Linked DNA regions of Mus musculus: all the other regions are linked to region 2. A link is a contact called in public promoter capture Hi-C data. All regions are on one chromosome and are shown on one strand. The core of a region is the stretch at or near the end of the contact, and the rest is flanking DNA. Distances in the headings are between cores, read along the strand shown.

Region 1 (3,309 bases), core at 502-3,001, about 23 Mb before region 2:
AACCGTGTAAGAATCTATAAGGTAATAGACAAAAATTGTATCTCCTGTCCAAGATGGTAAAGTTCCCTAGGAAAGGACTGTTAGCAATTTTAGAGCTTCAAGTTCTGACTTATTTGACATTTCCAAGTGTTTCTTAGTCTGCTGAATATAATACCCCACCGTATAATACTTTGCTCGGCGTATATGAGATGTTCAGTAAATACTGATGAATTAAATGATGCCTCCTGTAGAGTAGGAAAGGAACTTATTTACTTCCTGGTTATCCGGTGCCTAGCAGTTCTGTCTACTCAGCAAACACAAGGCTTCACTGCCTTTCAGCAAGCAAAATAGAAACTTACTGTTGCCCGGTAAGGAACGGCCCCACCCTCCAACATAATGCCCCTAAGAAGTATGTCAAGAAATAATTGTGGTTGATTAGCCTTGTTATTATTCCTGATTCTTTTCTGCAGTGTGCATCTTCCTCTTCCACTACCCGACATTCTTTTGGTCAAGCTTCCTAAGGAATTGTTATGTATTTGACTTCTTGACTTCTGGAACAAACTGATCTAAACTGCAAGCCAACAACAAAATCCAACAGTAGTCAGACCTATGTTCTTAACAATCCTAGCTTCGAGTTCTTAAATATGTGTGTGTGTTCAACACCTCCTTTTACATTTCAAAGGTTTTCTGAAGAAATGCTTTGATATGGGTCTCTGAGGTATGTAGCTTGCCTCTGAGTGCCATTTACCTGGGTCACATCCTGAGGACTCCTACCACAATTGAAACAAAATAAAAAAACAGCCAACAACAATAACAACAACATAGTCCCATTGCAATGGTAGCATCTACTTGAAGAAATAGATTCCGGTTCTTTTCCCCTTTTAGATCAATTGGATCTGGAGCAGAATTGCAAGAGCATCCACAAAACTGCTTCATTGCAGATAAGCAAAATGGTCAAGTCTATGTTGTAGTTGGGGCAACCTGTTCAGCTGGCAGTCTATAGAAGTGGTGGTTTGGCAGATGAGTGGCAGTGACTGCCTTCAGTGTCAGCATGGAAAATAGTAAGAAGCTAGAGCACATTATTCGAACATTTCCATTCAGTAGTTGATAAATCGGGCCATGTCCATTTATTAGCTATGGGCCGGTGGGTTGGTTAAGCTATTTTAACATTTCAGCGCTTGGGTTTCGTCACATGTAAAATGGCGATGAGATTGAGTTACACTATGCCACTGTAAATTGCTTAGAGAAATTCCTAGCACTCTGGCACAAGGTATGCGCTTTGCCAAATGTTTGTCAAGTAAATACAAAGCTAGGCTGGGTTTCCCTCCGCTTCTACAAAGCTGGCAACCGGTAACCCCCACCAACATCCAAGTTAGGGGAGGCCGCTGTTTCCCACTGCAAGGTTTTTTTTGACCCACGGGGTTAAAGCACTCAGAGGATCTGCGACGTCGATACGCTTTATCCAGGTCTCCAGGCTGCCCATCATCAGATCACGGCGTGGGCGAGACTCACTCCTTCCTCCCGCTCAGCTTCTCTGGCTCCTGAAGCACAGCCTGGGCGGCTGTCCCACGCCCCGCCTATCGGTCTGGGAACGCCCCTAGGGGCGGGGCCCACGACCACGCACGCGCAGTGCCGCGGCGTTGCGCCTGCGCCGTGGCGGGGCTGAGGGAGGCGGGGGATTGGTATGAGAGCGAGTGTGTGAGGGGAGGGAGGTGGCCCGGCCGAGCGTGGTACTACGGCGGGCGCGGGCCGGAGGGGGCGGGGGGATGCGCCGCGGCGGCGGCGCGGGCGCTGGGCTGGGGCTTGGCCGCGCCAGAGCAGCGGATCCCGGTGTCGCCGCGGCAGCTGCGCGGGTGTCGCGCTGGGTCGGAAGACGCCGTACCACTGCGCTCCCCCACTTTTTTTTTTTTTTTTTTTTTTAAATAACCGGAACCAATGAACGCGGCGGCGAGCCGAGCTTCGCGGGCCGCCGGTGAAGGGAGCGGGTCAGCACCCGGCGGGAGTCCGCTTCCGAGGCGGCCGGGCCCCGGGCAGCTGGCGGTGAGCGAGTGGCCGGCGGCTCCTGTGAGCGCTCCTCCCGCCGTGGCACCGGGCCGGGCCTCGGGCCGCCCTCTCCGGCGGCGCTGGGCAGCAATGCTGCTCTTCGGGTTGTTGGTGGCCGGCGTGGCGGACGGATGCGATCTGGTGCCCCGGCACCTCCGCGGGCGGCGCGCGTCGGGATCGGCCGGAGCGGCGGCGTCTCCTTCGGCTGCGGCTGCGGGCGAGCGCCAGGCGCTGCTGACAGGTGAGGCCCGTGCGGGCGACGGGCAGGCTTGGCGGGACTCCCGGCAGGACCCCATCCCCCGAGAGGGCGCCTAGCGGTTGCCTTGGCGCCGGTCGTCGCACTTCGGACGCCTTCCTAGTCCACCGACTGGCGCCTCTACTGTGCTTTCTTCGCCCTTAGTGGGCTCCTGCGAGCTTCCCAGCTGAGCAATGCAGTGGTTTCTCTTTCGTGCTGCCGAAGGGACCAGTGGGGTCTGTAGGGGACTGGGCTCATTTCCCCTCTTCCCAAAGCCGCCAAAGAAAGTAGGCGGCGGCAGCAGCAGCAGCAATGCGGTATGGAGTTGGCCCCTGTTGCCTTTGCAAAGGCGGCTGGCAGCTTCTTACCGATCGAGAGCCGGGCTGAGCGCCCTGTCCCAGGGGAAGCTGCTGAAGAGATTCTTTGAGAGCCACAGCACCTAGTGGCACTAGTGGTTCTGTGTTAGTATGAAGAAACGTCAAAGTCTGGTGTGTTTTTGTGGGGGTACGAGGACGCTTTAAGGGATGGAAAGTATATGCTGTTTGAGAGCATCACTGGGTGACAAAGGGTGCAGAAAGCGCAGCAGGTAACCAGAAACACACCTACAATTTACCAAGTGCAGGATATTTGTGACGTGGATTTGGGCAGCATAGTTCTGATGGAGTGCACCAGTACCTTTTTTAAACACAGAACGTTCTAGCACTTACTGAAAACTTGCAAATATGTTTGGTAAGGTTAAGTAGAAAATTGTATGCTTTTACAGCCTTCGTTGTCTTATATAACTGATCTGGTGTGGTTTAAGCAGTGATGTAAAGGTCCTGAAATGATTTCCTGGGGCACAGTGCTGGAGGTAGAGTAACTTATTTTTCTTGCTGCTGTGTTTATTTTTAAGGTAGATCTCTAGGTTTTCTGGAAGAACAGCAGGATTAAAGAGGAATAAGATGATTCACTGTTAATTTAACTGCAGTGGTAGCCCAACAGGCGTCTGGGAGTTACTAACAGCTGCTCAGCAAAGTGTTCAGGAGTCTTTAGATCATAGCAGCTTTCCTCTG
Region 2 (3,483 bases), core at 702-3,201:
ATGGGCATTTTTTTAAAAGATTTATTTATTTATTATGTCTGTGTACGCTGTAGCTATCTTCAGACACTCCAGAAGAGGACATCAGATTTTTGTTACAGATGGTTGTGAGCCACCACGTGGTTGCTGGGATTTGAATTTAGGACCTTTGGAAGAGCAGTCGGTACTCTTAACCGCTGAGCCATCTCACCAGCCCCAGTCTTGTGTATCCTTAGCCTGGCCTCAGACTAGCTATGTAGCTGGACATGACTTTGAACTGCAGTCCTTTTGCCTTGAACCCTAAGTATCTGGATTACTGACCCAAGCCACCAACCTGGTCTCTCTCTTCACCAATTCAATGGGAAGGAGTTCTTGTTTCGTTTGCTTTTCATTTCCCTCTTCCTCAATTTTATTCCTCTAAGAGTTCTTTTCAAATCTGATTCAATGCACGGAGCTTGCACTGAAAAGACTCTGGTGCGCAGCGGCCTATACCTGTAAGACCAACACTCCAGAGGTGGAAAGACCACAATTTGGATGCCTGCCTAGACTATGTAGGGAGACTGTCCCAGAAAAAACAGCCATTGAAATCTTTGGTGGTCAAGTACCTTAGGGCCTTCATTCCGCCTTGCCTTCAATTTTGTACCAACTAGTAATATATTGTAGGGTTTTGTTTTGTTTTGTTTTTTTTTTTTGAAAGATGGGTTCTACAGCGTGCCAGAAAAGAGGTAAAGGAAAATGTCAGAGAAACCTGAAGCTCTGCTTCCAGCCTCTTAGCACCCACCTGCTGCTACCTCTGTAGTAATGCCAACGAGAGGTTCACACATTTAGATCCGGAAATGCCGGGCCCTGAAGGCGGCCGAGAGCTTTAAACTCTAGCTGGTAGTTCACTAACTACAAATTAAAGGCTACAAGGCCCACTTCCAGGAAGACATTAAAAGCAGGCTAAAAAAGCATTTCAGGTGAGAAGGGACAGGACCTGAGACTCCCTGTCCCCATTATAAGACGTCAGGTACTGAACTGGACTTGGCTTTGTCTCAACCCCCACAAGGACTGATTTTCTCCTGGTTAAGAGTTTGCAATGTGAAAGCATTTTGACCTCATGAAGCTTAAAATTACAGTTAAGCATAAAGATCTGTGTAGGCAGGCACTTAGATTTTGTTTCTTTGATTGAGAAAGGTCTCACTTTGTAGCTATGGCTGGCCTGAAAATTCTTACATAGCACACTAAAGCTTTAAGCTCTCAGCAATCCTCCTGCCTCTGTCTACTGAATTCTGAGTCTGATTGCAGACAAGAGCAATCCCCCACCCCCGGGCCCCCCAATTTGTCAAGTCAATGACCTGGATCTCCTGGTGCTCACGCCTTTCAAGTAGGATTACAGACTTGTGCAGCCAGGGCCGATTTTCGGGTTTTGTATTGTTTTTTAATTTCTTGCACTAGTGTCCCTAAGTAGCCCAGGTTGATCTTGAACTCCGGCCTTTAACTCTTGATCCTCCAGTCTCAACAGCATTCTGAGTGTTGGGATTAACGGCGAGAGCCCACACGCCAGGCCTGAACAGTATTTTTCGAGGCTTCAGCCTTACTTAAGAGGCCAGTGACAATACTTCTCAAGAGGGCGGTCAATGCCTGCACGTTTTTTCCTCCAACAACCCCAATTCTCGTGCACGCCCGGGTAAGGCTGGGGCTAACTTCTGCTATTTGTTTATAAAAGAAAGAAGCTCAGGGAGTAGGTTCCGCCCCTTTAATGAGCCTAAGGCGGGAGTCGGGGGCCGGGCGGATTAGGTAAGTTTCCCCCGAGGCGCGCCCCCAGGCAGGCCAGGAGTCCACTTCGAGCCTCGGGACCGAGGGGCGGGGCGCGCTCGGCGGCCACGCGCGCGGGCGGGGAAGGGGGCGTGTCGGCGGGCGCGCGCGGACGGCGAGGGGGCGTGTCCGGCGGGCGGGCGGGCGGCGACGGCGCGGGCCGGGTGCGCGGCGCAGCGTCCTGTGCTGGAATGTGCGGCTCCCGCGAGCTCGCGGCGCAGCAGCAGAAGACCGAGGAGCGCCGCCGAGGCCGCGGGCCCCAGACCCGGGCGGCCGGGACCGCAGCGACGGCAGAACCAGGGCCGGCGGTCTGATCCCGCTCCGCGATCGCACCCCGGGATCTCGAGGGCCTCGACGCCCAACTTTTCCCCGCTCTCCCTCCCCTCCCCTCCCCCGAAAGTCCAGCAACAAAGAAAAGGAGTTGGAGCGGCGGCGACGCGGGGGTGGCGGACCGTGGGCGCACAGTTCAGAGGGTAGGACGCGGCGGAGCGAGGAGAGCGACGGGGGAGGGCGGCGGGCAGGCGCGGAGCGGCGCGAGGCGCTGTCCAGGGCTGATTTGCAGATACTGTGGCTCGGGCGGCGCGGCGGCCGGGCGGGGGCGGGATCGAGTTACGGAGCGAGTCACGGGCTGGGCCGGGGGCTGGTGCGGAGCGGCGTGGGCATCGGCCCCCAGCGGAGCACGGGGAGGCCCTTCCGCACGGCGCTGAGATCCGGGGCCACGGAGGCCGGAGCGCCGCTGCTGGTGACCGCGGTCCTGAAACTTCCCCCCTCCGCCCTCCCTCCGCCTCGGGCCCAACGCCCCCGGCCCCGCCGGCGTCCCAGGCTCGCCGCCCCCTCCCCCCCAGTCGTAGCAGGGCCGGAAGGCGGCCGCCCCGCTTGACTCAGCCCGGGGCACGGGCGGCGCCGGCGGCAGGCTGGACAGCGATTTCTGCGGCCCGCGCTGGCTCTGCGCAGCGGGGGAGCGAAGTTCGCAAACTTCCGGGCCACGGGGGCGGCGGTGGCGGCCCGCGTGGGGCCCCTCGCAGCGACCGGGGGCCGACAGCCTCGGGAGGGCGCCGCGGAGCCCCGGTACAGGCCCGATCGGACGCGGGTAGCGAGGTAACTTTTCCGCCCAGTCCCGGCCGGGCTAGTGGCGGGCGGCGGGGGAGGGGGCTGCGGGGCCGCGGCCGGCCGGGGAGGCGCCTCTAGGGTGGTGGGCAGCGCGTGAGGTCCGAGCCCAGGCACCGCCCGCGGGTTGGTGGCGGAGAGGAAGCAAGAGGGCCCAAGTTTGCAAAGAGCTGCTTTGTGTTTGGTATTTTGAGAAAATGGCCGAATGCCTATTTCAGTTAGGAATGCCGCCGCCGAGGCCGGCGCTGGTGGCAGCGGCACATAGGAATTCGGTGCAACACGTTGCTCTCGGGCTGTGCTTAGCACAGTCTGCCCGAGAGACGTGGAGATTTCCTTGGGAGTGTGGCTGCCGAGGTGCGTGGGGGAAGCTTTAGAGTGGATGTTGAGGTCCGTTGTGGAATCCGTGGGGCTGTTGAACTAGGGGAGAGCCGTTTCCTGTGATGGCATTCGGGCTCAACTTTTTGTTGGGGCATGTAACTGAGCGAGCGAGTGAGCGGGCGAGCTTGTGTTTTAGACTCTAGGTGAAGCGGCCCGCTTTTAGTATTTTCGGTTTTTAGTTTGTCTTTTAGTACTTTTTTTATTCTTTGCATATCTTGCCTTTAA
Region 3 (3,535 bases), core at 1,000-3,499, about 23 Mb after region 2:
TCAACAAAAAACTTCAAAAACAGCTAGCTACTTTCTAACTTCAAAACTCAAGGGTAATAGAAAGCCTGCCCCAGTTACAAATTAACCATTTTGGTGCCTCTGTCCAAAGAACAGAATTCAGAAAGCAAAAACCAAAATGTTAAAAAAAAAAAAAACCTTAATTTCTTCAAATATTTAACATGTATTCCCTTCTCAAATTAAGCCACACATCGTTCAATATTAGTTCCATTTAATTAAATTCACTTCCCATCCCACCCTCAACTCCCCACTAAAGCCAGTACAACCATTAGCAGACTGCAGAGAATCAGCCTGAACTGAGATTTTCTTAAACATTATACTCCAAGTCCTTCTCCACTGTCCCAACACCCCTACAAATTTTATACTCTTAACCAGTAGTGGAAATCACGGGTTAAAATGACACCTTTCTAAAAACTCCCCACCAAAACTTTCTCCTGGTTATAGTGAAAAAAATTGCATACGCACAGCCCCACTATAAAAAGTATCGAAACCATAACTCAAGATCAGCAATCTGTAATGGGAACAAGAAAATCTAAGGACCCGGATCGAACCCCCTTTCCTTGTCTCCTGAATGATACTCAGCTCCCAAAGGCTGCATTTTAACATTATTAAAAGCAGCTTCTGGTGGCGATATAAGTTACTTCAATTAAAGGAAGCAAGTTAGTATTTTAAAAAAACCTGAAAAAAACTAATTCATTGACCACCACAGGATTTATTGCGTATTAAAGGGTGAGTGGGCTCCTTTGAACAATAGTGAGAGGGTGAGACTGAGAAGAAACCAAAACAGGCTCCTGGGCACTGAAAAGGCGGGAGAGAGATGTAAAAAATGTAGTTGCACAGACTAAATAAGGAAAGACTACAATCTGTACAAATAGGCAACCCAGAATCTGAGGGCGCGAAAAGGGTGCATAGAGAGAATAACTTGGCAGAATGGGGGAAGGGCAACCGCAGGCGGGAGGTGGAAGAGCCCCAGTCAAGTACAGGCCCCATCGACCAGGAAGGACTTAAATGGAGCCCGCGGAGCCACACCAACGCGCCAGCAGACCAGGGACTTTGGCAGGCCCGGTCTGTCTACAGCACAAACGCAGGGCCTGTAGGAGCGTGTCGTGGTGACAGCGTAAAGTGGACAGAACGAACGAATCCTAAGACGAAAACTATTTAAAAGCAATGGCCTGCGGCCGACGCGGGAGAAAAGAGAGGTGGACAGCCTACAGCTTTCCCAAAGCAAGAGCGTGTCAATAATCGCACCGTCTCGGGGGCGAGGGCGAAGCGCCCGACCAACCTTGGCAACCCTGGTAAAAAGCTTTTCTGTGCGTTTGCATTTTTAAGCCTAAGAGGTTAGAAATCCGGGAGACGTGGGGGTGGGGTGGGAGGGTAAGCTCCGACAGGCGGGAAAAAATCCTGGCGGCCACATCGGTGGGAGGAGACCCGCGGCGAGGGAGGAAAGAGGGCGGGCCGCGGAGTAGCATGGTGACGGCTAAAGGTGGAAACGTGTGTGATGGGGGAGGGGGCGAGCAGGCAGGGAAGGAGATGCAGGCCCGGGGGGGAGCCCGAGGTACAAGAGGGGCGGCCGAGGGGGCGACTGCACTGGGGCCTGCGGGCGGGCGGGCGGTCGCGGGAGCGAGGCCTAATGGCGGGGAGGGGGAGGGGGCCTGGCGAGCGGCTGCCCGGGGCCGCCCCTTACTCACCCTTCATCCTCCTCGTTCTTACTGGCGTCGATCTTGGCTCCCTCTGCCTCGGCGCTGCCTCCTTCGGTGCCTCCGGCCGCAGAGCCGCCGCCGCCGCTCCCGCTTCCCGCCGCCGCCGCCGGCCCCTGCGCCGCCGCCGCCACCATGGCTCCCTCCTGCTCGCCCGCCGAGCCGCCTACCGCCGCCGTTGCCGCCGCCGCCGCCCCGTCCCCTCCGAACTGCTCCTCCGACATAGTGCTACTGCCGCCGCCGAAGACGACACCCGCCGACGCCGCCGCCGCCGCGAACCGAAACTAGCAGCAAAGTAATCCCCGCCGCCGCCGCGCGATGCCCGCTCTACCTCGCGAGGCACCCTAGACAAGGCGCGCGCGTGGCTGCAAGGGCTCCTGCGCCTCTCCCCGGCCTGCCCCCCTCGCCTCCCACTCTCGCGCAGCGCGCTCTCTCGCTCTCCCCGGCTGCACTGAAAAAAAAAAGAATGAAGTAGCAGCGGCGGCCACTCTCGCCTCCTCCTCGCTTTAATGGCGCCGCCGCGGACCACCTAAAATGGCCGACGGAAGAACGGCGCGTCCCGGTCACGTGGCTCCGGAGCGCGCCCTTTGCGCCTCCCCCGCCCCCGTCCACCGCTAGGCCCCGCCCCCCGCGCAGGCCCCGCCCTCCCCGTCCCTTTCCGACTGGCTCTCACGCCCCGCGGTCGCGCGGCGCGGGCCTTTAAAGAGGACCGGAAGTGGCGTGCGCAAGAGGGGCGCGCGGGTACCATCGAGAACAAGGAGCGCTGGTTCGAGGGCGCGGCTAGAGAGGCCTCCCCCGCCCCCGTCCCTTGGCCCCGCCCTTCCGCGGATTCCTGGAGTCACCGGCCGCTCCTCGGCTTTGGTTGGCAGGCGCGGCCGACCTGGAGGGGTGTGGTTCGTCCATCCCCAGCGGAGACTTCGTGGAGGCTGCCCTCAGGGAGCCACGGCTGTGGGCCCCGGGACCTGCGTGGGGCAGCGGGCCGCGCCTGTGCAGTGCTCCGCCGTCCCTGCGCCGGGTGACATTGAGGCTCCGCCGCGGCGCTGTCCAAAGGCGGCTTTGATGGTCGAGGCTGCCTCTTCTCAGAGTTGCTTCCCTAGTCTTAAGCTTTGCCTCCGTTATTACAAGAGCCTAACGCCGGCCACGATTCTTTGAAGTCACTATGGATTGGGAAGTGTATGTATTAAGGTCGACTCCAGGGCTCCTTTTTTTTTACGAGTTACAGTCCTTGTATTAAACAGGATATATAAATGTCATGAATCATCTTTACGAGGTTTCTGGGTTTGTGGTGTTGAGGTGGCGATTTTATAAAAAGAAAAAAATGAAACGCCGTTAGGCGTGTGATTCACGATTTTAAAATTAATCGCTAAGAAACCTATTGGAATTCCTACTCAGGAGTTAGACTTTGAAGCTTCCTGCAAGACTTAGAAGAAAATGGAATTTCTGGTTTGGTTTGGTTTGGTTTGGTTTGGTTTTTTTTGTCGTCAACCACTCGACTGCTTAGTAAGTATCCAGTTTCCAAACAGGGTTTGGAGAAGTTTACAAAAGACAGCATACAGGGACAGGACTTCAGCCCAGCTAATTAGGTACACGCTGTAATCCCAGAACTGTGATCCCAGAGAAGGGAGGAAGGACTGTTGAGGCCAACCTGGCATTACCCCTTAGCAAAACACATAAAAAAATTTTAAATAAATGCTTCCCATGGTGTACTTTAAGTCAATTTACAGTAACTGTACATAATCTGAAAATCCCAACGATTAAAACAAGATTTATCACTACAGTTTGTTACAGAATCCATAAAATGAAAGAATATGCATCAAATA

The links. Promoter capture Hi-C pulls out the DNA fragments that hold promoters and counts their contacts.
Region 1: a promoter capture Hi-C map of pre-B cells shows a contact between it and region 2. The contact joins the promoter of Stim2 here to the promoter of Rest in region 2. A contact is called at or near these places in 1 of 39 promoter capture datasets (pre-B cells) and 1 of 484 Hi-C or Micro-C datasets (CD8 T cells).
Region 3: a promoter capture Hi-C map of pre-B cells shows a contact between it and region 2. The contact joins the promoter of 4930524J08Rik here to the promoter of Rest in region 2. A contact is called at or near these places in 2 of 39 promoter capture datasets (cranial neural crest and pre-B cells).

Annotation. Positions count from the first base shown.
Region 1 is chr5:53,996,772-54,000,080 of GRCm38.p6, forward strand. It overlaps Stim2 (stromal interaction molecule 2), which reads left to right and starts at 1,752. Exons shown (of 12, transcript NM_001081103.2): 1 at 1,752-2,263. The coding sequence starts at 2,113.
Region 2 is chr5:77,263,543-77,267,025 of GRCm38.p6, forward strand. Rest (RE1-silencing transcription factor) reads left to right here and starts at 1,952. Exons shown (of 4, transcript NM_011263.2): 1 at 1,952-2,246.
Region 3 is chr5:99,976,686-99,980,220 of GRCm38.p6, forward strand. It overlaps 4930524J08Rik, which reads left to right and starts at 2,250. Exons shown (of 2, transcript XM_030254981.1): 1 at 2,250-2,267; 2 at 2,352-2,981. The coding sequence starts at 2,250. The coding sequence ends at 2,867. It overlaps Hnrnpd (heterogeneous nuclear ribonucleoprotein D), which reads right to left and starts at 2,253. Exons shown (of 9, transcript NM_001077265.2): 1 at 1,707-2,253. The coding sequence starts at 1,939.